2 separate regions of the Mus musculus genome follow, and region 2 is linked to region 1. The links are chromatin contacts, called in public promoter capture Hi-C maps. All regions are on one chromosome and are shown on one strand. Each heading gives the region's core, a stretch centred on a gene start, on an enhancer-like site or on the middle of the called end of the contact. The rest is flanking DNA. Distances are from core to core; before and after follow the strand shown. Region 1 holds the start of Mfhas1 (malignant fibrous histiocytoma amplified sequence 1). Region 2 holds the start of Ppp1r3b (protein phosphatase 1, regulatory subunit 3B).

Evidence for each region. Capture Hi-C pulls out chosen DNA fragments and counts their contacts.
Region 2: a contact with region 1 is called in a promoter capture Hi-C map of adipose tissue. The contact joins the promoter of Ppp1r3b here to the promoter of Mfhas1 in region 1. A contact is called at or near these places in 6 of 484 Hi-C or Micro-C datasets (CD4 T cells, the HL-1 cell line, cardiomyocytes and 3 more), 1 of 115 datasets of contacts at active chromatin or transcription factors (memory CD8 T cells) and 2 of 9 other capture datasets (adipose tissue and liver).

The regions. Positions count from the first base shown.
Region 1 is chr8:35,582,579-35,589,273 of GRCm38.p6, forward strand. Mfhas1 (malignant fibrous histiocytoma amplified sequence 1) reads left to right here and starts at 5,211. Exons shown (of 3, transcript NM_001081279.2): 1 at 5,211-6,695. The coding sequence starts at 5,795. Gm16793 (predicted gene, 16793) reads right to left here and starts at 6,442. Exons shown (of 3, transcript NR_040376.1): 1 at 6,260-6,442; 2 at 1,750-2,034; 3 at 1-1,184.
Region 2 is chr8:35,374,737-35,382,076 of GRCm38.p6, forward strand. Ppp1r3b (protein phosphatase 1, regulatory subunit 3B) reads left to right here and starts at 1,926. Exons shown (of 2, transcript NM_001364452.1): 1 at 1,926-2,017.

The DNA of each region.
Region 1 (6,695 bases), core at 3,961-6,460:
AACTGCCTTTTAATTGAGGTGCAGGTTGCATAGACACTGATTTTAAATACCAGCCATGTAAAGCAAATGAAATAACAGCTCGCAGCGAGCTTGTGGTCCCGATGTCAAGCTCTGAGCCACGGTTTGGGAAGACTGTTGGTTTAAGAGGTTTGTGCCTGCCCAGCGTGACATTCTTTGAATGTATCTATAAGAGCCCAGTACAATGTCCCCTGAAGCCAATGCCAGTTCTCCTCTGTACCTGGCCTTACTACTCTTTGGCTTAAAATACCCAGAGAGCCAAGACTGGTCACATGTACCTTCCACAAATCTTCAAGCTCAGGGACCAGCTGTCTGAGCGTTGCCTTCTGCCATGCTTTGCTTTTACATCTTACTACTATTGTCTCTTGGATTTCAATTCTGGGGTAGCATTAGAGCCCCCAACTCAGGAAACTTGTGAGTATTAGATAAAAAGCTACAGCACCATGCCTTGCAGACATGGAAATTCTTTATACATGTCAGCTACTGTGACTGGCCGAGGTGACTCTCAGACACTGCAGTCACTGGGACTCGATATCAGTGGCCTGGGTAACATGACTACCATGCTGCCTTTATTTCTGGCTATAGAAAGAGGGCAATAGTGGAAGTTTCTTCTTAAGTAGTTGCACGTTGAACACTTCAGCCTTCACCATGGATGCCAGGGTGGGCCCCCAGACTTCTCCTCTCTTGTAATTTTAGACCTAGCCAACACTTTGCAATACTTCTCCTCCCTATTCAGCTAAAGATAGCACAGATGATCTCACCTCCAAGGTTTTGAATAGCCCGTCTCCTTTTTAATTTGGCTTTTCAGAAATAGAGGCCATTTGAGAAAGGAAGAGGTAAAGGTTCTAAAAGGTTCTGAGCTTGTTCCAAATAGATGCGGTACTCAACCTTTCCAGACTTTGAGGGTTCAATTCACCTTCTCCTAAGATGTAGTAACCTGGCCCTGATTGCCCTTAGCTCTGTAGGGTTTCCTGATCAGCAAATTTTGTTTTAGGACCAGACAGGTCCTTTCTATACTCCAGAGTTAGTTAAAACTTCCAGCCACGAGTGTCTTCACTTCTGAACTCCAGAGCAGCTGAGTGAATGAAATCAGAGCTATTTTCAGAGTCCAAAGCAGTTGAACCAAGCGAAGGAATGGCTTTTCTGGGACACAGTGTTTTCTGGAACTACTAAAACATAAAAGAAGAGCACGATAAAACAGCTCCCTTTTTGAAAGAAAAAAAAAAAAAAGACCCAGTAGGGGAAGTAGCTGTAGTCAGTTCTCAGGGATGCCTGGGTTTGAGCACAGAACGCCCCTCTTTCTGGGAAACCCTCAGTTTTGTATGAATTGGCACATTAGCCAACTCCAATGAAAAGGCCAAATGGCTACTGACAAGACTAAAATTTCAAGGCAGAGTGCACTTAGCTGATTTTTAGAATCATGCCTCTTTAATGCAGGTGGAAAAATGTAAATAGAAAAGGCAGGTGACTTAAGTCCGGAGTTAAGAAACTGTTTGTATTGCCTGGTATTGACAGACACATAAATGAGGATGTCTGTTTGGGATGTCTGGGGTGCTCCCATCATCTTAGGCACAGGGCATCCTGGTTAGTCTTCCCTGTGTGAAAGTCATTTGGTAGCACTTACTCCAATTGCAAACTTAATCCCTGGGAGGAAATAATTTGTCCTTACCAGGTTCTTTTTGAAAAAACAAAAAACAAAACAAAAGAAAACTGTAATATGACACTACATACCTGAGAGACCCGAGAAGAAGCCAGCATCCAAAGGAAGTTTCCCATCTCAATGCATATTCACAGGAGAGGAAATGGTGAAGTGCCCTTTGAGAGGGTAAGGCTGATGATATGATAAGGGTGGAGATCTCGGAGAGGTACAAGGTCACATGGGTGGCAGTGAAACTTCAGCTTGGGTGCGAGTCAAAGATCTGTCAAGATGGAGGAGAGTCAAGGATGCCGAAGATGGAATACAGGAAAGATGTGTAGGGACAGGAACATTCAGCTGGAGTTTGTAGCCAGTCTTAGCTAGGGATAAGAGCACACTGTTCCTTCATTCAGGCAGGTATTGACAGATAAGTAAATGGAAGATCTTTATCTGGGATGCCTAGGGACTCCTGTCATCTGAGGCTCATGTCTACAGCCTGACTCTTTCCAGCCCTGAAAAGACTGTGCACCCTAAACTCTAGGCCAAGGCTCTATGCATGGGATGCTATCATACTCACAGAGCAGCTCAGTGGTGCTATTATACTCAGGGGCTACAGTGTCAGAGGAAGAAAGACAAGTTAACTAAAAGGCCTACACTTGGAAGGTTTTAGAAAGTCTGCGGATTGGATCCATGACGTTGGGTAAGGATCCAAGGCAAGAGAACTTCTGATAATCAGAATCTGTGTTTGCCAAACTGAGTCAGTTGTGTTAGGAAAAGGGAGATGGGAGAAACCTGCCATTTGCAGGATGTGGGAGTAACTATAGAGGCCCATATTCTACATACCTAAATATATAAATGTGCTAGTATGTATGTGTGTATATATGTATATATGTATATGTGTATATGTGTATATGTATATATATATATATATATGTGCATGCACACACACATATATGTATATATATACACACACACACAGATGTGGGTTCTGCTTGTCCTAACCTTAGTTTCATACACCAGTGAGAAGCCTTGTGGGCACACAGCTAGTAATGCCCCTTGTACAACCCTAAAATTGTTATGTTTATATATATATGTATATATATATGTATATATATATATATATATATATATAATTACACATGATTGATTCCCTTTAATGAGCACAAGGTACTACCTCATCCTATTTATGTTAATGGACTTACAAATAAAAACCTTGATCTTGGCTCACTCCAGGATCAATTAGCATGTCCGGATTTTATAATTTCTGTCAAAGCAGGACATCAGAGCGGGGTGCATGCGGGTGGAAGGGTGCAGGGGAGCATATGGTGGAAAGGTGCTTGTTTCATGCCACCTGGTATGTTAAAGAGGAAGTGGAAGGTATGATGTTTCACTAGTTTCTTTGAGAGCACAACCCAATGACCCAACTTCCTCTGGTTAGGGCTTATTTCATGTTTTGGCTACCTCCCAATAGTGACATGCTAGGGACTAAGACTTTTGTGTGGGGGCCATGGAGGAAATCCCAGTCACAAACTACACTGCTCTAGATCCAGATTGGAGGCTGCCGACACCTGAAATCTAAGGTCATATATAGAATGTTCTAGAATGTGGAGAGGGCATGTCCCTTAGACACAACAGAAAATTAACCACTTAGAATTGGAGCATAGGCTCAGGAGGTCAGGATGAGTATCCATGGCAGAAGTTATTTGAACTTAGTTCCTTCCTTCCTTCCTTCCTTCCTTCCTTCCTTCCTTCCTTCCTTCCTTCCTTCCTTCCCTTCCCTTCCCTTCCCTTCCCTTCCTTCCTTTTTTCCATTCCCTCCCTCCCTTCCTGCATTCCTTCCTTCCCCTTCCTTCCTTCCTTCCTTCCTTCCTTTTTCCATTTCCTTCCGTCTTCCTTCCTTCCTTCCTTCCTTCCTTCCTTCTCTTTTCCATTCCCTTCCTTCCTTTCCCCTTCTCTCCCTCCCTCCCTTCCCCCTTCCCTCCTTTCCTCACTCTCTTCCTTCCTCACTTCCTTCTTTCCTTTCTTCCTTTCTCCCATTACTTAAAATATTCTTTCTCCTGATTTAACATTTTAGTTTTTAGTAGCCTGGCTTTCAAAGAACTCCACGTTCTTCTTTGCTTGAAGAAGTTAATGTTACCATGACCTCACACTTTAAACCCTCTTGCTTCATTCAGTCCCTCAGGTGCTGCAGTGACAGGCCTGCAGGAACATGCGTAGCTTCAGGGGCTCTTGTACAGGCTTTTCCCAAGCTTGCTCAGTATGAACTTTGCTCCCAGAAGTCACCTTGCCTCTTGCCTCACATGCTGGAAACCCTGGGTTCAAACTCTAGAACTGAGGAAAAAAATCACTCTAGCCATAGGGATCTTTCAGGACTTTGCAAGTAGAGGATTGTTCCTTGCAGGCAAACTCACCTCCTTTATAGCCGGGGTGATAAGGGGCATGCCTAAAAGCTGACAGGTCCCAGGCACTACTCAGCTCTCTTAAGCAGATAAACAAAATGATCGATTATCTAATGACAAATGGAGAAGAGTTTTCTGAAGACAGTTACAATGGAAGGATAGCTTGTTTGCTTGCAAATTGAGTCTAATTTGTGTTGCCCTTATTATCGTGGTATGGAGCCAACTGCTGGAGCTTTGGCAAGCTATCAGTGACCACACCCTCGATGAAAGTGACTGTCCTTTTCAACCAGTTGTTGCCTGTCGGTGTTCCTCAGATAAAGTGATTAAGCAACTGGAAAGGAGTGGTAGAGGTGATCTCTGCGGTCTTGACAGGTTTCACGGCTTTGATAAATTCGGAGATTACTTGAGTATAGATATGATCTCAAACCAACTTCCTCTCAATGGAAACAAGCCCACACTGAACCCTGCAATAGCGAAAATGTGTCTGATAATACGGTCATTTCTTTGAATCCACAGAATACGGGGAATGTCGGATTCAAGATGTAGCATGTTGCATTCGGCTGTGGCGCTAAATGGGATAGTACAGACTTAAGACATCTTGCATGGCCTCCAACCCCCAGCCACCCACAACAGGCCTGAGATGTGCTGGCTCAAACCAGGGGAGCTGAAAACTAGGCTTCGGTTGACCTAGTACAAATAGTCCCCAATAACTAACTTATCAAATGGATTAAAAGGTTCTTTGCTTTTCCCCCATCTGCCTTTTATAACTACCCTCTTGTTCTAAGCTCCTTGGACACCCAGGTCCTTAAATTCTGCCGGCTCTATAGAGGTGTGGATGTATGGCGCATGGGAAGGATGAGCAAGAAAGCCAGCTAAATCCTATGCTTAGGGATGAATAAGAAATCCTTAGAGGCCAGGACCAACAAAGAACCTGATGCAGGAGAAACCAACCCGGAGACCCCGGAGTCCCACATCAGCTTTGAGGACCGCATCTGGTGCGCCTGGCGCAGGGCGAAGTCCACGTCGCCGGCCCCACTGTAGCTGGACCCCCCAAACCCCAAAGCCTGCGCTTACTTGCAACTCCCGCCCCAGGGGCGGTGCCGGGAACAAGCGGCGCCTCCGCCGGTCACGTGGGGGCCGCTCCACCGGGCGGCGCTGTAGCTTCCCGATCGCGCTCTCCAAGCGCCGGGGACGCGGCGCTCGCGCTCCCGCCCGAGCCGCGGGGAAACGGAGACAAGGAGACGCCTTCACCTCCGGCTCCCCGGCCCTGCGCCCGCAGCATGCCCGCCGCGGAGCCGAGCGCCGCCCTCCTCCTGCAGCTCGCGGAGGTGACGCCGCCGGCCTCCGGACCGCCGCTGCGAGGGTAGCGGGGCTGGAGTCGGCTACCGAGGCTCGGCGAGGCGGGCGGAGCTGGAGGAGGAGCAGGCATCCTCCGCGGCGCGGCGGGCGGCGGCCCTGCTGCCCGGCGCGCCCATGGCCCAGGAGCACGGAGAATGCGAGCCGCGCTGCGCGGCCGCAGCCCAGCTCCGAGCCGCTTGCCCGGAGCCCCTCAAACCTGCCTGCGTCGCTGCCGCCCGCCACCGGCTGCGCTAGGACCCACGGCCGCCGGCCGCGCAGGGGTGGTGGCCCGGGAGCAGCGGGAGCTAGAGGGCCCGGGGGCTGGGCGCCCGCCGGAGTCCAGCGCGGCATGCAGCTGCGGGCTCCGGTACCGGCGTGAGGGTTGTCGGCGCGGGGCCCCGCCATGGCTGGCCAGGACAGTGGCAACCTGAAGACGGTGAGGCTGTGGCGGGACGCCGCCCTGAGAGCCAGGAAGCTGCGGAGCAACCTGCGCCAGCTCACGCTCAGCTGCCCAGGGGCCGGAGGCGACCCACTGGAGTCCCCCGACGCCCCCCAGCTGGTGCTGCCGGCCAACATCGGGGACATTGAGGTGCTGAACCTGGGGAACAACGGCCTCGAGGATGTGCCTGAAGGTCTGGGGTCAGCTCTGGGCAGCCTTCGCGTCTTGGTCTTGCGCAGGAACCGTTTTGCCCGGCTGCCCCCTGCGGTGGCGGAGCTAGGCCACCACCTTACCGAACTGGACGTCAGCCACAACCGGTTGACCATCCTGGGAGCCGAGGTGGTGAGCGCCCTGAGGGAGCTGCGCAAACTCAACCTGAGCCACAACCAGTTGCCAGCCCTGCCTGCCCAGCTGGGTGCCCTCGCCCACCTGGAGGAGCTGGATGTCAGCTTCAACCGGCTGGCGCATCTGCCAGATTCCTTCTCCTGCCTCAACCACCTTCGGACCCTTGACGTGGACCACAACCAGCTCACCGCCTTTCCCCAGCAGCTGCTGCAGCTGGCTGCCCTGGAGGAGCTCGACGTCTCCAGCAACCGGCTGCGAGGCCTACCTGAGGATATCAGTGCCCTGCGTGCCCTCAAGATCCTCTGGCTTAGCGGGGCCGAGCTTGGCACGCTGCCCAGAGGCTTCTGCGAGCTGGCCAGTTTGGAGAGCCTCATGTTAGATAACAACGGGCTCCAGGCTCTGCCCGACGAGTTCAGCCGTCTGCAGAGGCTCAAAATGCTCAACCTCTCTTCCAACCTCTTCGAGGAGTTCCCTGCTGCGCTGCTGCCCCTGGCTGGTCTGGAGGAGCTCTATCTTAGTC
Region 2 (7,340 bases), core at 676-3,175, 210 kb before region 1:
GTGCCTATAACCCAGGAAGGCTATGAGTTTGCAGCTAGCCTGTACTACAGGGTTAAGTTGGAGATCAGCTGGAGCTATGTAATAAGAGGCTGTTTCAAAACAGAAAGGGCGGGTGGTAGATTTGTTTGTTTTAGTGTGTTGACTTAACACTTTGTAAAGTTGGCAATCCTGTATCAATTAGCAACTTCCCAAATTTTCACTAGTCATTAAAGGTAGAAAACCATGAGCCTACCTCACTCAAGTGGCTGCTCAGGGCCATAGGTTTCCCAAGAGGAATCCTTGTTTCCTAAAGTGTTCAGACCCTGTATAGAACTCCAGGCTACTGTATGGACCGAAGTCAGGCTGTTTCCTAAACACACCCACCTTACTAATCCTCTCTCACCTGTGCAGTACTGTGAGCATGAGAGTCATGCTCTTCTGCCAGATAACATCGCTAAGGGAAAGATTTTGCTAGAGTAACAGCCACAAAAGCAAGATCCAGTGAATGCTTGGGACACTACTGCTGCAGATAAAATCAAAATGGGGAGAGAACACTTGCTTCTGGGCATTCTGAGAAGGTCATGGCCATCTGTGAACCCTGGGGCTTTTTGTCCTAAGAGGGCGGGAGAAGGAGGGGCCAAAGGAAAGACAACACTGCCTTCCACACTTGGGAGTCTACCATCTAGCTAGAACTTTGTTAGCAGTGGGGAACTTTGCACACAGCCTGTGCTCCTCAGTCCGTCTCTCTACAGCCGGACCTTCTACCGTAGGAAATCGCCTCCACCCCTTGGCATGGGTACCCCGGTTCCTGATGAAATTGTGACCCGCTGTCCCCTTCCCAGATCCTGGACTCCAGCCCTGTCACTCGCCACACACTGCAGATCACGTGGTAGAGTGCTGTTCGCCCCAAGTGTAGCTATTGGTCTGCGGCTCATGTCCCGGAAGCTCATTGGCTGAGTCCTGCGTTCACGTGGGGGTGGGGGTAAGGTGGTCTTGGATAGCACCCTTAGTGGGGAGAGGTGGCTGGAAAGTTAAAGTGAGCCACAGATTGCTGGAGCTGGAATCCAGAGTGCTGCAATCCAGTGAGCAGGTGAGAGGGCTGCTGTTGCGTGGACCAAGCCGAGTGCCTGCCCCACTTTTGCCGTCGTGGTTGCTGTCACTGTCACCCAGCTCAGATGGTGGGGCGGGCTGAAGGGTCTCCCCTCCGTACTCAAGAGTGGTACCGGGTACGTACCTCCTCAAGCCTCTAGTTCAAGGTCCAGAGCCAGGAAATCTGCGGTGAGGGGCACGCGGGGGAGTTCTCCGACACTTACCATTTGTCCCACTAACACTGACTCCCAGGTAGTAGAATCCCCTAGCTGGGCTCGGGTGGCTTGTCGCTTCAGCGTGCAGAAACATCTCAGGCACCGGAGCTGGGATGGAGCCTAGAGGGGACCCCCGAGATCCCTAAGCGAGTTAGCCTGCGAAACGTGTCCTGAACAGAAAGGATGTCTCGAGTCCTAACGTGGCACATCCCCAACCTGAGATGTGACACTTTGGAAGATAATTCTAGTTTTTTGTGGCAGAATCTGGAGTCCAAATACAAGCTCCCGGGGCTTCAGTTTCCCGTTACGAAATAGACGCGAGAAACCCGTGTCCCAGCCCTGACTCCATCAAGTAGTGCGGACCAGTCCCTACTACTCCCCACTTAGGTTCAGATCTCCTTTTGCTGCACACAGGCAAGAGGCACACGCTGTGTCGTCTCGGGTCTCGGAAGGCAATGGGCTCGAGGCGAGCTCCACCCGGGAACGGGGCAGCCCGCGTGGGGGTGCTCGCGAGGCGCTGCCCCCATCTGGGCTGTCCCGCCGCCAGGTCCCGCCCTGATGTGATAACTTGGGCTCCTCCTCCTTGTTCGTCTCCGGGAACTAAGCCCAGGCCCTACCCCCGGGACACCCCGACGCTCACGTAGTTCAGTGGCAGCAATCAACCCTGACACTTCTCTCAGGCTCTCCCATGAGGCCAGCGAGCAGCGGCCCCGGCTGCGGCGCCGCCGGGAGAGGTAGGTGCAGACCCAGTCTAAGCTGGGGCGAGGGCGGGTGCAGGCACACCCTGTGTCTGGTGGGATGGGGACTCGCTGACCTTCCCCCAGGGACTTGTTCACAGCTACCGTTTTGAACCCAGAGGAGAGGCTCTGAACCGGACGGCAGCTTCAGAACAGGGGATGGCAGGCCCACGGGGAAACAGAGAAAGTTGAAAAAGACTTGAGTGGGGGAACTTGCAGAGTTGCTGGAATGTGGCCCTGTCTCAGCTTGCGGGTCCAGGAGAAAGAAAGGCTTCTTCAGCCTAGGCAGGGAAGGAACTGGTCCCTTTGGCAAGAACGTCCAGGAGCCAGGGAGAAAGTAGAGACAGCTGAAGTAAACTAGGGCCATTTAGGGGAAAGTTAGTAGAAAGAGAAGCATCGGGGCCCTATTAGCAACCTTGAAGGTCAAAGCTGCAAGTGACCTCAGAAGAAACCCTTAAACCCGGAGAGTTCTTCGTTTGTTAAAGCTCAGCTGGGCAGAGGCCTTCTTAGGCCTGAGCTTCTTGCTGTCTTTGGCCCTTATTAGCTGGTGTGGGCTGCCTCATTCAAAGCTACCTGACTGCTCATTATGCGGCCCTATTCAAAAACATTTCTCTTCAAGGATTGAGGGGTGTATACATTAAAACTGTAATAATTAGGGTCTGTATACAAAAGGGGGCCAATGTCAACTTCATACATATAAAAGTATCAGCTAGACATTTGGGGAGAGAACCGAGATTTGCTGAAAGGGGGGGGGAGGAGTGGATGGTGGTGTCTTGAATTGGTTGAGGATATTTATCTAATGTAGTGTTGCGGTGGGTTATTGTTAACTTGGTTTTGACATCAGCGAGGAAGAGTTGCAGAAAGAAGGTCTCAGTCAGAAACTCAGTCGCTCAACTGCCTGAAGCTAGGCAGGTTGTGGGTTTTGGTTTTTTTTGTTTTGTTTTGTTTTGTTTTGTTTTTTGTTTTTTTTGGTTTTTGGTTTTTTTTTTTTTTTTTGGTTTTTTGTTTTTGTTTTTCTGTTCAGACTTGTCAAGCTTAAAAGAAATATTACTGGCCTTCTAAGGCTGGCAGCATCTTGAAAGACCACATTATTTCAGTAGGACACAGAAGGTATTTCTGCAAGCGTCCCAAACCTGGCCCAAGCTCTCTTCAGAGGCAGTTGACTTCTGAGGCACCCACGTGAAAGCAGGGTGTGTGATTGTTCTTGGGAAACAGCTCCTTAGGCTCCTGGGATCCTGTCCTGCAACTGTGTCCAGGTCCTGTGTCGCTTTACCGGCTCAAATGTGCATCGGTGGTCTCTGCTACTGCCTGTTTCCTCGGTAGAAGGAAAGCCTGGGGCAGTGTTGGAGACAGAATAAGGACTTCAGTACATACACGAGTGTGTGGCTGTGAAGATGTTTCCTCAAGCACCTGTCCAGCTGCCTTCCTTTAGGGGACTTAACTATTGGTGGACTGTCTCGGTTTCTGGAAAGTACTTCTAAGTGGCCATCATCACTGTCACAGTCCTGTTGAGACATCCATAGCTGAGAGTCAGGAAAGCTAAACTCACACAAGCACTTTACTACACCAGTTCTTGGATGAGCATGAGGTTAATAAAAGCTGGAATGTTCTGTGAGGACAACCCACTGCCACATCGCACCCTTGATAGAGGCCACAAGGGTAAATGTCCTTAACCTGTAATGATGATGATACCCAGAGGGAAAAAAAGAAGGGTTTCCAAGCCAGGACTGCTTACGCAATTCCGCAGGGCAGGAGTCCCAGTGGTAACTCCTGGGCTATCAGAAGAACCTCACTCACATTTGCCTCTCATGGAAGAATCTTGCAAAAAAAAAGTTCTTGAAAATGTTATTGGGACTGTCTCCTGAGCTCAGGCTCTGAATAGAAACTTGTCTCTCCACCGTCAATTCAGCTCGTTCTTACAGTTTAATAATAAAGGGAGCTGCCATGGTGAGTTTACATGCTAGGCTCCAATAGTACAACTTCACCAATGGCCTCAGCTCCCGAGCCTGCGGGACTAGAACACAAGAGTGTGCTCTCCTGGGTGGTAAGTGGGCAGCAGAGTCTTTAGCATGCTTTGGTATTCCGCCTCCACTTGAGAATTTCCCACCATTTTCTACCAAGCTGCTTCAGAGAAACCTTTCAGCATTTGCTAGGCATGCCTGAGGCTGGTCCCAGAGCTTGGAGGACCTGCAGAGGGACTCTAATCCTTGTGCTGACTCAAGTCAGGAGGAAGTAAGTGCCTAGCAGGGGTGAACACCTCTCCCCCATTCACTCCCAGCTTTTCAAGGGTGGGCAGTGGGGAAGTCGGGAATGTGGACCACATGCCATTATGCAACTGGTGTTCAGTTTTAATGCATATTTAAACAGAATAAGAAATACCTACCTTAAAGTTGAAAAGGGAAGAATATTTCTAACAACATTTTGCAGTGGATATGAATAACTCAATTTGTTAAGTTATGAATCCTTTAAAAAAAATTGAGTTGGTCAGCCCATTGATCGTGTGTAAAGCTAGTTCAGTTAGAGTTTCCCTCTCTAGGAACCGCCTTGTGTGTGCACAGCCCTGAGACCAGACCAGACCAGACCCAGCAAATTCTCTCTGGAGCTTTTTCTCTGGCTTACTTCCTTCACTGGAAGGGAAGTAGTGAGATATGGGCTTTGCGGGTACAAGCAGACCTTAGCCATGGCCACTTGGGAAAGTGCACAGATTCAGAGGCAAAACAAGATAACCAGGCTTCTTATACCCATAAGACCAATGCATCTTTAAAAAAGGAAAGGAAAAGAAAGGAAAGGAGAGGAGAGGGGAGGGGTGGGGGAGGGGAGAGGGGAGGGGAGGGGTGGGGGAGGGGAGAGGGGAGGGGAGGAGAGGGGAGGGGAGGAGAGGAGAGGAGAGGAGGAGAGAGGGAGGCTTGTTCTCTCCCCCCTTTTCTCGTTTTTTATTGTTTTGTGTTTGTTTGTTTGTTTGGTTTTTTTTTTTTTTTTTTTTTGGTTTTGTTTGTTTTTCGAGATAGGGTTTCTCTGTATAGCCCTGACTTTCCTGGAACTCACTTTTGTAGACCAGGCTGGCCTCGAACTCAGAAATCTGCCTGCCTCTGCCTCCTAAGTGCTGGGGTTAAAAGCGAGCGCCACCCGGCCAGATTTGAGATTTGAATCCAGGTTTGATCATCACTAGCTTCTTCAGCTGAGACCACTGTTAAGTGTCCTGTAAATCTGCCTTTGTAAGGAGAATAAAAAAGCAGACAGCTTTAGTGAGGTGTCAGAGCGGTTTGGAAAGTTTTCTTAAGCTTCGTTTTTTTCTTCCTGATCATAGAAGCAGTATTGTTTTAGAAGACATAAGGAAACACAAAGCAGGAAACACTTTAAGGAAGCATGTTATATGCATCGGTTGACATTTTTAACCTTAGAAATGGTCCCTGCTACCTACCCACAACACATACGTAACAAGGTTCCAGGCAGCCACAAGCCCCGAGTACTCTGAATTTCCTTTCTGCAGTATCCCCCCCACCCCCACCCCCACACAGCTCCAGAGGTCATCTCCCTGTTAAATGCCCAAGTGCCTCATTTACATAGCCGCTCTTGTGCTTTTGGGTCATAAAATAAAGTGAGCAACCTTGAGACTGCAACTGTCTGATACCCGAGATGGCTGAAAAAGTCCCTGATGGGCTGGTGGCAAATGGATACATCATGGCTATGTTGGCTAAGGGGCAATTGGCTCCTGAAGAAAGGAGTGGGCTGGCCTCATGTAGCTCAGAATGAATGGCGCACAATTTAAACTCATTAGTTGCTTACTCATGAAATTCTCATCTTAATATTTTTGAACCACAATTGACTACCAAGAGCTGATTCCATGGGAAACAAAACCAAGAGCAGACTGTGTCTCTACACAATTTCTATATCCATAATCTTTTCTCTCATATCTGGTATTTGTGTACAACTCTGTCTGCTCTTTTTCACATTAACAATACAAGAAAAAAAAAATAGCTAGGCACAGTGGCCCATGCCTCTAATCCCAGCACTCAGGAAGCAGAGGCAGAGGGAATGGCAGGCAGATCTCTGAATTTGGGGCTGGCTTGGTGTACATATCTAGTTCTAGGTTAACCAGAGTTATTTAGTGAGCCCTCTCTCAAAACCAAAAATACAGGCTGGAGAGATGGCTCAGAGGTTAAGAGCACTGACCGCTCTTCCAGAGGCCCTGAGTTCAATTCTCAGCAACCACATGGTGGCTCACAACCATCTGTAATGGGTTCTGATACCCTCTTCTGGTGTATCTGAAGATGACAGTATACTTACATATATAAAATAAATAAACTTTTTTTTTAAAGCAAAAGTCCAAAACATAAATAAGAATGTCCATGCCATTTAAATACTTTTACAAAAAATGAAATTAGTGGTATAAAATTAAATGATATGGATATGGAAAGATTGATTTTTACGAGGTATCCTTAGTAGGCATTCTCATTATTTTCCTTTCTGTTAGTTTCATTTATATTTTAATTATTTATTTATGGTATATGATGTTTCATGTGCTATTGGAGTGAAAATGATAAGAACATTTAGATTATGCCAATTTTGATAAGAAAAAAAATCTTTTGCATTATAATTCTTTCCTAATCCATTAGGTAAAGGCAGGCATTTCTAATATAAATTTTCCCTATGTTTGAATTTAACTAATTTACTGTAAATAGTTTCCCTATACAGTCCAGGCAAGCGTTGACCTTGCAGGCTTCCTCACTCAGCCTTTGGGGTAGCTTGGGTTACAGGCGAGGACCATCTCATCCAACTTCCAGCGAATTTCCTACATTACCCTTAAGACTGGGTAGTTTGCATATCTGTGAGCCACTTATAATTGTTTTATCCTAACATCTGCTAAGGCTCTTTTTCTTTGCTCTTTCTCCTGTGTGAACTATTTGACTTTGTTCCTGCTTTGTAAGAACTCTGTATTTGAAGTTAATAACACCTAATTGTCATGTTTTTTGAAAAATAATTTCCCAGTTTGTAATCTTTTGGGGTTTATATTTTCACTTATAGAAAAATATGGTTTAAATTAACTTAATGTCTAGTGTGATTACATCTGCTTTTTATTTCTTTCTTTCTTATTTATCTTTGTTGTTTGTTTGTTTCTGAGGCAGTTTCTCTGTGTAGTCCAGACTGGAACTCGCTCTGTAGACCAGGCTGGCCTCAAACTCAGAGATTCGCCTGTTTCTGCTTCCCCAGTGCTGCCTTGGCCACCACCACCTCTGGACTGCTTTTAATTCTTCTGACAACTGTTATTACCTGTAGACAAGGCAAACATCTGCCTGTATGTCACGGTATGAAGCAATGA